Linked DNA regions of Sus scrofa: regions 1, 2 and 4 are each linked to region 3. The links are chromatin contacts, called in public HiChIP or PLAC-seq and promoter capture Hi-C maps. All regions are on one chromosome and are shown on one strand. Each heading gives the region's core, a stretch centred on a gene start, on an enhancer-like site or on the middle of the called end of the contact. The rest is flanking DNA. Distances are from core to core; before and after follow the strand shown.

The links. Promoter capture Hi-C pulls out the DNA fragments that hold promoters and counts their contacts. HiChIP or PLAC-seq counts read pairs in DNA pulled down with a chosen protein or histone mark.
Region 1: a contact with region 3 is called in a promoter capture Hi-C map of fetal liver, with 4 times the contacts expected there. The contact joins the promoter of STAMBP here to the promoter of MOB1A in region 3. A contact is called at or near these places in 4 of 5 promoter capture datasets (fetal liver, fetal skeletal muscle and liver), 1 of 47 Hi-C or Micro-C datasets (fibroblasts) and 1 of 2 datasets of contacts at active chromatin or transcription factors (alveolar macrophages).
Region 2: an H3K27ac HiChIP or PLAC-seq map of alveolar macrophages shows a contact between it and region 3. The contact joins the promoter of ACTG2 here to the promoter of MOB1A in region 3. A contact is called at or near these places in 1 of 5 promoter capture datasets (fetal liver) and 1 of 2 datasets of contacts at active chromatin or transcription factors (alveolar macrophages).
Region 4: a promoter capture Hi-C map of liver shows a contact between it and region 3, with 4 times the contacts expected there. The contact joins the promoter of NAT8 here to the promoter of MOB1A in region 3. A contact is called at or near these places in 1 of 5 promoter capture datasets (liver) and 1 of 2 datasets of contacts at active chromatin or transcription factors (alveolar macrophages).

What each region holds. Positions count from the first base shown.
Region 1 is chr3:69,186,914-69,189,690 of Sscrofa11.1, reverse strand. It overlaps STAMBP (STAM-binding protein), which reads left to right and starts at 1,435. Exons shown (of 10, transcript XM_003125008.4): 1 at 1,435-1,546.
Region 2 is chr3:69,120,279-69,122,978 of Sscrofa11.1, reverse strand. It overlaps ACTG2 (actin, gamma-enteric smooth muscle), which reads left to right and starts at 1,437. Exons shown (of 9, transcript XM_021087371.1): 1 at 1,437-1,673.
Region 3 is chr3:68,851,203-68,853,902 of Sscrofa11.1, reverse strand. MOB1A (MOB kinase activator 1A) reads right to left here and starts at 1,434. Exons shown (of 6, transcript XM_021087363.1): 1 at 1,151-1,434. The coding sequence starts at 1,164.
Region 4 is chr3:69,249,035-69,251,734 of Sscrofa11.1, reverse strand. It overlaps NAT8 (N-acetyltransferase 8), which reads right to left and starts at 1,409. Exons shown (of 2, transcript XM_003125006.4): 1 at 977-1,409; 2 at 1-465. The coding sequence starts at 392.

The DNA.
Region 1 (2,777 bases), core at 186-2,685, 340 kb before region 3:
CTGGCGTTGCTGTGAGCTGTGGTGTGGGTCGCAGACGCGGCTCGGATCCCGCGTTGCTGTGGTTCTGGCGTAGGCCGGTGGCTACAGCTCCGATTAGACCCCCTAGCCTGGGAACCTCCATATGCCGCGGGAGCGGCCCTAGAAAAGGCAAAAAGACAAAAAAAAAAAAAAAAAAAAAAAAAGTTTACACAATGAAATTTACTTTTTTGATAAGATTTTAATTTTTTCTATTATAGTTGATTTACAATGTTCAATCAATTTCTACTGTACAGCAAAGTGACCCAGCTATACACACACGTATATACACCATCTTTTTCTCACGTTATCCTTCATCGTATTCCATCACAAGTGATTAGATATAGTTCCCTGTGCTATACAGCAGGATCTCATTGCTTATCCACTCCAAATGCAATAGTTTGCATCTACTAACCCCAAATTTCCAGTCCATCCCACTCCCTCCCCCCAAAATGAAATTTACTTTTAAAAACTTATCTTTCGCTGCCTATGGAATGTGGAAGTTCATGGGCCAGGGATCGAATCAAGCTTCTGGAGAGATAGTGATGGATCCTTAACCCAGGGCGCCAAAAGAGAAGTCTGAAATTTACTTTTAGATTCTACTAGTGGAAACCGCTAGAATGACTGCTCATCTACCGAATTACTCTTCCTCTGAAAACCTTGCCAACAGCCAAGATGGACCTTAACAGCCAAGGAGTCCACTGCGGCCTCTCTGGCCACAAAGGTTTCTCTGGACACTAAGTTTCTGAATGTGGCAATGAACAAAACTAAGGTGAAATCGAGCTGAGAATTGAGTAATTTCTAAAAATAAGTGAAGGAAAATTCACAGAGAGCAAATTTCCACACAGAGAAGACCCGAGGATATGTATTTAGCTATAAAAATAAAAGTAAAAACACAGCTCATCTCCTGATTTTCCAATGACATTCATTCAGACACACCTAGTAGAAGATATAGGGCATGGACAGGCTGATAGTGATAGGGGTCAACTTGCAATCAGTTTTAATAGAGTTTGTACAGTTTTCTCCAAAGAACTGGGACAAGGTAGCTTTCAGAATTGACATAAGCATTTAACACACCTCACAAATATGAAGGACGTGAAGGCATGGGGTAAACCTGAGTGACCAGACTCTAATTCCAAAAAATGTATGCTTTATGTAATAGATTTTATTTGATTCCATACTTTCTAAGCTTGTTTAAGATATGTTGCATTACAACTCGTGTAGCTTTTCACTCGGAGGGAATGCATCGGTCCATTTACGGTGTTCGTATTAATCTAAAAACAAAAGTTAGCTGGGTCCTTTATTTGTTTCCCACTCCTTCCGCGCTGATTTTCCTTTACCAAAATGGCCTCCCCCCAGCTCTCTTCTCATTGGTGGGTTTTTTTCCGCAGGTGACAGCTCTAACCCCGCCCCCAGACACTGCCCCGGGTCCTAAGTTCTTGGGAGTTTAACTGATAGCCCAGTTGGAGGGGGCGGGGCGGGGGCCGGATGTGACGTTTACGGAAGCTCCGAGAGTCATTCGCGGGGACAGGTGGGGAAGGGTCCCGGGAATGTGGTGGGGCTTGGGTGCTGAGCGTGGTCTGACAGTGACGCGGAGTGGCGGCCGTGAGTGTGGGACCTGCAGCCCACTCCTCCCCGCACCGCCTGCCCAGCCCTCTGCGCGCGAGTTCCCTGACGGCTCCGGTGCCCAGTCGGGCCCAGCGCGCCCCCGCCTACCTCATGGGCCCTTATGCTGTTGTCAAGAGGTCCCTCTCCGCTGTATACGCCCCCATCGCTCTTCCCGCTGCTTCCTTTTTCCTTCTCATGTTTACCCCTTGGTCCTTTACGGCACCACCTCTCTGGAGTATTGCTCAGCTCTGTAGTACTGGGCACCACCTGCTGGTCTCGGGAGTGGATTCCATTCGCGACAAAAATATCCTCTACAGAGAGACAGGGAAGAGCAACGAGCTTCCTCTGTTTCAGATAGCTTTGATGGGCTTTGCCCTGAATTTACTAATTAGACAACTGGGGGAGGTTTTAGATTTGCTAGTGGCTTTCTGAGCCCTTAAAAAGGCTCCTTACAGGAGACAGAATGCCTCTACATCCCTGGTAGTCCCCACAGCTTTTGTACTATGGGGGTGTATGAGAAGCAGCAGCTTGGTGGAGAAAGTGTCACTTAGAGATAGAATTGGCCTGGAGAAAACTATCTCTTAGGGAGGGGTTGGAGTGGAAAACAACAACAGTGTATAGACAAATGAAACTGAAATGTAAAGGTTTCTAGGCAGATATGAATCATGACTGAAGCAAAAGATCTCTGTGGGGAATGAGTAAGGTTTAAGATTCAAAGGAAAAAATGGGCCATTTGACACAGGGTCTTGAATTTCAAAACCTGTGGTAGCTTGTGTATATTCTAGAACATGCTGGTTAGGGTGTGCTGTAATTCAGTATGTAAGGTTGGAAGTTAGAATCTGATTCTAGCAGTAGCAATATCCAGAAAGATTCTAGAGGGGTTCCTTGGTGGCTCAGTGGCTTAAGGATCTGGTGTTGTCACTGTTGTGGCTTGGGTCACTGCTGTGGCACAGGTTCGTTTCCTGGCCTAGGAACTTTTGCATGCCCTGGGCCTGGCCAAAAAAAGAGAGAGAAAGATTGTAGATTACTGCAGTATGAGTCCCAGGTGGTGTTTTGTTGTGTTGTGTTTTTTTTTTTTTCTTTCAAGTTACCTTTGTGTCCTTTTGTTATTCGAAGAGCGCTTAGTCTTTGAAGATAGATTCCAATAAATTGCG
Region 2 (2,700 bases), core at 188-2,687, 270 kb before region 3:
GTTTGTAAAACACAGATGTCTGAGCCCTCCCCCCAGGGCTTCTGATTCCATCCATGTGGGTGAAATCCAAGGATCTGCATTTCTTATTTCTCCCCCTGCCCTTTTTTGTTTCATGGCTGCACCTGTGGCCTATGGAAGTTCCCAGGCTAGGGTTAGAATCAGAGCTGCAGCTGCCGGTCTTCATCACAGCCACGCAATGTGTGGTCAGGGCCGCATCTGCCACCTATGCTATAGCTTGCGGCATCCCCTGATCCTTAACCCACTGAGCGAGGCCAGGGATAGAACCCCCAACCTCATGGATATAAGCCAGGTTCTTAACATGCTGAGCCACAATGGGAACTCCTTGGATCTGCATGTCTTAACACATCCCAGGTCATGCTGTTACTGCCTTCCATTCGGCCTGGGGACCATACTTTGGGAACTGCTGGGTTTGAAGGTGGGGCAGAGTCAGGAAGCCGTGCTGGGCAGGACCAAAGTCTGAAGCAGGGTAGCGCCAGCTATATGACAAGAAGGCTGCAGAGCATTTCTGAGGCGAGGGGCAGCAGGAAGGACCCAAGTGGGTGTGGGCAGGAGGGAGAGAGGAGAGCAAGGAATCCAGACCAATTCAGATTTCTAGCTTGAAGGACCAAGGGGAAGGCCTCAGAAGTAGGGAACCCAGGAGGCAGAGCAGCATTGAGAGTAGGGGTCAGGGATTCAGCTTTGAAGGCTCATCTGGGTTGAGCTGTTCAATAGGCAATCCGTACTTTTCATCCGGGTCAGGCATGTGGTTTTGGGACAATATAGAGGTGAAAGTAATTGCCACAGACCCCAGAGCTGCTGGTTTGGGAAACAAACAGCTACTCAGGAAGGGGACGTGAACTATGAGAACAAAGCAGCAACCACAGGACTGTGGACACACGTCTCCAAGCTTGTGAGTCCTCTTAGGTGTGGCACAACGCTAAGGCCATAAGTCCCAATGTTCAGGGACTGGCACAGGGAACCCAGGAAGAAAAGGGGACAGGGAAGGGCCAGGGGAGGCTTAGGCTGTCCTGGGCCTCCCAGTGACTCAGCCCAGGGGTCAGGAGCTAGTGTGAGGGGCAGCGGGGGAGGAGGGCACGTGGGATTGCTTCCCCAGGATGGCTGGCATTTCCCTTCAGCTTTTAGCTGTCCTGGGCTTGTGCCAGACCAGGCACAATGGCCTCCATTTGGGGGACACTGCAGAGGTGTCCCAGGCTGGCCCCAGGGGGGTGTGGTGGGGGGGCAGGCGGCCTGGTCTGAGAAGGGAGGTGTGGAGGGAGGAGGCCCACTGCCATTCTTGGTATGGTTCTCTCTCCAGGAGCAGAACTGCATCTGGCCTCACTCTGGGCAGCTTATAAGGCCTGGTGTGAGTTTTGTTTATGCAAGTGCAGCATAAAAGGAACAAATCTGCCAGCACCGGGGCTGTGGCCTCTCGAGGCCTTTTGCATACATTTTTCAAATGATAATTCACCCTACCCAACCCCCTTCCCCACCCCCCAAGGCCAATTTATTGAAAAAACCACCTTATATGGTAATATTGCTAACACACCGTCAGCTGGCCTTTTTAGGGACTCTGTTTAAAGAAGATCCGCCTCTGGGGTTTTATATTGCTCTGATATTTCTGCCAAAGACACACCAGCCCTCAGTCACTGGGAGAAGGACCTCTCTTACCCTCGGTGAGTACCGCACAGCTTTCCCAGGCTCTTCCTTTCTGGGTGCAGGAGGCGCCTCTAGATTGGCCTGGCGTCCGTGACGCTGGCCCAGGTCACACGTCAAGGCCCTCAGTGTGCAGTGGTGCCTGCGAGCACACCGCTGCCTGCCAGCAAAAGGCATCTCTGGTCATGGGACATCCTGGGCAGGGACAGCCAGGACCAGGGCTCCCTGTCCTCCTAACTGGGTGGTGCGTAGGCTGTGTCACCCGCGGTCTCTATTCAGGCCGCTCCCCAGGGCCAGCACGGATCTACAGCCTCGTGGCTTGGAATGTCCGGGAGGCTGTTTCAGGGGAGCAGACGCTTTTTTGAAAAATGGCTTCTTGGGGTATTTGAATCCAAACCAGTGTGGTCCCTGTGTCCGTGAGATATCATGTTGGGAACGGGAGAGGATTTTATTTTCTTCAGACCCCTGTGGGTTCTCCGGCCTCTGACTCAGGCTTGGCTAAGAGTTTTCTTAGCCTTGAAGGCTCCAGGATCATTGGAAAATGCAAAAATTCAGCAGTGGGGTGGGCAAGGGTCCTGGGGCTTCATGTGGATTCAGGGTTGGAAGGGATGTGGAACCATCTAATTCATTCTCTGGTGAGGACTCTGAGGCCTAGAGAAGTTAAAAAACTTGTCCCAAAGACCCACACCCGGCTGTGAACCTCTCCACCAAGGCCCCTGTCCTCTCCCAATGGCACACACAAACACACAAGCATAAGCAATTAGAAGGAGGGAGTTCCCTGGCAGTTCAGCAGGTTAAGGATCTGACATCAATGCTGTAGCTTGGGCCATTGCTGTCACGTGGGTTCGATCCCCAGCCCGGGAACTTCTGCATGCCGTGGGTATGGCCAAAAAGTAACAATGAGGAAGAAAATGAGATCGAGGGGCTGTGTCCACTTTTGTGATCAGAGTCTGCTAGCATCTCCTTACAGCTGAGGCTGGCTGCTGTAGTGGTGCGGACTGCCCAGCTACCAAAGTTACTGGGTGACCTCAATTTCCTAACCTGTAA
Region 3 (2,700 bases), core at 185-2,684:
TCCAAAAAGTGGAAATTCAAATGTCCATCAACAAAACAAAGTTTAAAAGAAATAAACAGCCTCACATTTAGGTCCAAAAAGCAAATAAGAATTGTGCATCCACAAACAATTAACTAAACATTAAAAGAAGAAAAAGACCGGAAGGAGGGGGTAGATAACGGTCTAGTAATAAGGAAACTTTAAAATATAAATCGGATTTTTTGATATGGTGATCATACTTTAAAAAAAATCCAAAGAGGGAAAAAGCGATTTAGACAAAGATACTCTTAGTAGTGCTATTTTATAACTGCAAAGTATTAGAAAGAATCCAAATTTCTCACAATAAATGGGGTAAACTGTAGTTATGAAACACTATGTAATTTAATAAAACTTGGAAAAAATGCCAAGTACGTGGGTAATGCCCATAACTAAAAATGGATATGTATTTGCTCATACAAGACATGTTAAAGCAAAATAATAAGAGCCCCCTGAGAATAACACGTAAGGTGCTAGAGCAATGCTTCTCAAAGCTAAATGTGCTTAAGAATCATCAGAGTTACACTTTCCCATTTAAGCCGCACTTGCGCCCAGACGTTATCTCTAAAATAAGAGTCTACCGAGTTAAAACGCAGTTAGCTAATTATACAAATTCACAAAGTGGGCTGGATCAGAATTTGGACACAAGGCCGCCAGCTTAACTTTCAGCTTCTCAAACTGCGGCACTCCACATTTTCCGCGGGGGTAACCGAATACTGATGACAATAAAGGGGGACGTATAGTAGAGTAAAAAGCCAAATCTGTATGGATCGTTACCAAAAGGCTGGAGACCGGAGAAAAATTGGAAGCCCCAAGCGGGGCCCATGGCTCCGCCCCTAGATCATCCCTCTGCCCTCAGGCGCACTCGGGCGGAAAAGTTTCGGCGGCGCCGCCGGCCTCGGGGCCTTCCTACTCCCCAACTTTCTCGCTCCGCTTCCTCTGCCTCGACCTTCACCTCCGTCTGCCTCTGACCACAACCAGGCTTCCCTGCGACCCCGAGCGGTGGCAAAGCAAGAGCCGGGTACGCCAGCCCCGACCCCGGGACCCGCCCTCTCCTCAGGCTCCCACTGGCCCCCTCCACGACCTCGGCCCTCAGCCCCCTCAACCCTGAAGCCCTGGGCCGGGCCACACTCACAAGAGGAAGCTCATCTTCTATCCTCAGAGCGGAGGGGAGGGGCCGCTCGCCCCCGCCGAGGTCAGGATTCGGAGTCCGCGCGGGACTGAGGGGGATCCGAAGGTCCTCAGCCGGCGGACAGCGGATGCCCGCGACGCTGCAGCTCGCAGCCGGGGTCAAGCCGCTGCAAGCAGGTGCGAACTACTGCACCCGCCTCGCCTTCCTCCCCGACTTTACGGACCCGAAATGCGGAACCAGCAAAATCTCGCGAGCGAAAGCTTCGTTCAGCCCCGCCCCACCGAGAGGGACTCGGCACGCCCCTTTTCCTTGGGCCGGCTCCTCCACCTGAGCCAATCAGGGACCTTTACGCCGGGACTTCCGCTGAACAAGTTGCCCTGGACTTGGAATCCTCTGCCTGCGATGCTGATGTGCGTGGTCCAGGTTGAAGCAGCTCTATTTTGTCCCAGTTATCTAGATGTCAGATGGCTATGTGTGCGAAATTTTTTACTTAACGTTAATTTGATTTTTTAAGTTGAGATGTAATTTACACAGCATAAAATTCGCCGTTTTTAAAAATATGCTTCAGTGGTTTTCCCACATATTCGGACTTGTAGAGCGGTAACAATTACCTATTTCTAGAACATTTTCCCATCACTTCCAAAGGAAACGGGTACCCATTAGCAGTCGCTCACCATTCCTCCCTACTCCCATCCCTTGGCGACATCTAGTCTACCTTTTTATATGAGTTTGCCTAATCTGGATATTTCAAATAAGTGGAATTGTACAATATGTGCACAATCTTCGTGATTAGTTTCTTTTACCTGATCATGTTATCAAGATTCATCCATGTTGGAGATCCTGTGTTAGCTCCGCAGGTCAGAACCCAGCATGGTGTGCATGAGGATGAGAGTTCCATCCCTGGACTCGCTTGGTGGGTTAAAGATGTGGGGTTGCCACAAGCTGCGGTGTAGGTTGCAGATACCGGTTGGATCCTGCATTGCTGTGGCTGTGGCCTAGTCCGGTGGGCAGCTGCAGCTCTGATTCAACCCTAGCCTGGGAACTTCCATGTGTCGCAGGTATGGCCCTAAAAAGAAAAAATAGAAAGATTCATCCTTGTTGTAGCAGGTATCTGTTCTTCATTCATTTTTTATTATGAGCACTATTCCATTGTATAAATATACCACATTTTGTTTATCCATTCATCTGTTGATGGACTTTGTGGTTGTTTCCAGCTTGGGGCTATTAGGAATAAGGCCATTAGGAACATTCCTCTGTGGGATTTTGTGTGGATGAATGTGTTCTTTTCTCTTGGGTATGTGCCTGGGAATGACTGGGTCATATACTAACTATGTATTTATCTTTGGGGGGAACTGCCAGATTGTTTTCTAAATTGGATGCACTATTTTACCTTCCACTGGCGAATAACTGAGGGTTTTGCTATTTCCACATCCTTGATAACATTTGTTACTGTGTATCTTTTTTATTATAGCCGTTCTCGTGGGTGCGAAGTGGTAGCTCCAGATTTTGATTTGCATTTCCCTGTTGGCTGATGTTAAGAATCTTTTCAAGTG
Region 4 (2,700 bases), core at 160-2,659, 400 kb before region 3:
GTGGGCTTCTTACTGGGCAGCGCTCCCACCATGCCCACCAGCTGCCCCTCAGACTCAGCCACCCAGAAGCAGGAGCCACTCTCACTGAAGTAGGACTTGGTGATGTCAGACAGGTCTGTTCGCAAACACCTGGCTTCAAACTGGGCCCAGGGGTATTTGGCAAGGAACCACAGGGCACCAAGGAGAGAGGCGCTGGCCATGAGGGCCAGGACCCAGGAGCCAGAGATCAAGAATAGGGCAAGGGGTCCCCCAAGCAAGAGCACAAGAGTTCGGGGCAGCTTCAGGACGCAGCAGAAGGTGGCGGGAATGTGCTCAGTCACCAAGTGAGAGAACGAGCCCAGGACCCACTTGCGGTCTTTTTCCTGGTATTTGCGGATGCAGTAAGGAGCCATGGAAGACTTCTGTGTCTGAATCTCAGAATTCAGGAGACCGAGTGAGGTGTCTCTGTCCACCTTCCTAGCAGCCCTGCGGGAGAGAGGGAATCATGTGAGTGGCCTGTCCTCCCACCTCCCACGAGTGGGGACAACTCTGCTCAAGGATGTGTCATTCTGCTTCTACTCAAGAGGAATTAGGCTGCAGCCACTGGGAGGAGGTGCTAGGCTAAGAAAGACCTGCTTTTGATCCTACCTCCGTGCCCACCCTTGGGCATTTTGCATATTCTTCTCTAAGAACCTGCCTTCTACATATGCACACTATCCCCCCTCCCCCTTCCCCCGTACATTGGGGTGGCACCAGGCAGCAGCCAAACACGTGTCTCCTGCCCTTTGGTCCCTCTTGCAGGGACCATACACTGCTGGAATCCTGTGTGTCTAAGTACAAGTTTCAGCAAAAGCTCCATCCCCCTTAATTACAAATTTCCAGGCTATTGAGGTGGCATAAGAGCCAAACATCAAAAATGGCCCAGGCTTGAGAACCAGGGAGGGTCCGGACCACCAGGCCACACTTGGGCACTGGCCTTCCACCCATAACTCCTCACCTGCTATCACGAGAGTCTTGAGTTCTCCAAGGCAGCTTCAGCCTGGCCTCTGGCCTCAGCCTCCAGCTGGCATCAAGGAGTGACTGTGCAGGGCCCGTTCCACTTCTGGGGACTAGGTCCTGGATGGCCACCTCATTGGCTGGCTCCTGGGCGTTTGTTAATCATAAACCCCAGGATCAAGGAGCTGGACTGTGATGGGCGGCCCATTTTCTGTTTCCTCATCACTGGGGAACCAGCCAGGGCCTGAAATAGCTCAGGTGTCCTTGGTCTGGTGGACAGCCTACACGCCCTGCCGTGGCAGTTTACCTGGCACCGTGGGTGCTCTCTGATGCCGCCTCTGCCCCTCCACACGGCTGCTTTGAGCCAGGGGAAAGCCCATCTCAACCTGTGCTGTTAGCACAGGCCAGAACCCAAGTCCCATAACTTAGCACACAAGGTCCTTCACGGCAGAGTGCAGACAGCAGGGGCCTGGCCATGCAGGACCTTCGTCCAGGTCAAGAGTTTGGACTCGTTCCAGGAGCATCAGAAGGCCACTGCTATGCTTCTAGCTGGAGAGCACCATAAGCAGAGGGGGTGTGTGTGGTGGTGTGCACTAACTTCCTTACCCCCCAGAGGCTAGTGCAATGGTCCAGGTGGAAGAAGGTCCTCCCGATACAGATGGGCAGTTTGCTCACTGCTCAAGAACACCTTGTGGGAATTAAAAACCAAGCCACAAGCCTGGCACAGAGCTGAGTGTGACCAAAGGAAACATAACTTTTCCTTATTTGATCAGAATGCTGTCCACTAAACTGTGCATCCAATAGGTTGTATCTGGGTGAGGGGGCTGCCTTACTCAATGTACATAAACTCCTAAGTTTTGCCATCAGGGGTCCTACAAGAGAAAGCAGTGGCTTGGACTAGAGTGGGGTTGTGGGTAGTGTGACCTGGCCCACTTGGGGGGTAGGCAGAAATGGCATGGGTTAGTGATGATCTGAGGATGAAGAAGGGGTTGGAGAAGATAGCCAGGATTCTGGTAGAAGCACCTGGGAGGATGCTGGAGAGAGACCAGACTTGGCAGCTGCAACCCGGGGCTGGTGGATGCGGGCTGCTGAGGCTCCGGCACCCATCAAGGCCTCAAGGGTTTAACTAACATGAAGTCTGGGTGGTGAGCTACAGGCATGTTACATTGTTTTCAGTAAAATGTAATATTTTCTTTAAATGGTTCAATGTCAAGCCAAATTTGAGGATTCACAAGAGACAAGAGGGTTCCAAATGACTATTGCTTATGAGTTTAATATTAACCAGTGAGAAACCAAGCTGAGGAGACAGGGCTGTGAGCTGTCCCTGCCATCTGTCTCCTGTATCCTCACCAGCCTCTGTGGCCTCAACACCTGGTGGCCTCAGTTTACATTCAGGCTTTTCAACCTTCCTCACAGCCATGAACAATGATGATGAGGATCTGTTGACATGAAAAAAAAATTGTCAAAATATAGCACCAAGCTATTAAAGCTTATAAGACAGTGTTTTCATTTATTTTTTTGAAAAATAGAAAAAAATAATTTATACACACAAGCATGCAGAGAGGAAAGTGTGAACGGTTCCACCACACTTTGGTGGCCATTCCTTCTGGACAGAGGAAGCAGGCAGTTCTCTGGGTAGGAGATGACCTCTGGAAGTTTAGCACATTCCAGGCTCTTGGCCCCACTTTCAGATGATGGAACTGCTTGAGAATCTACCTGTTTTAG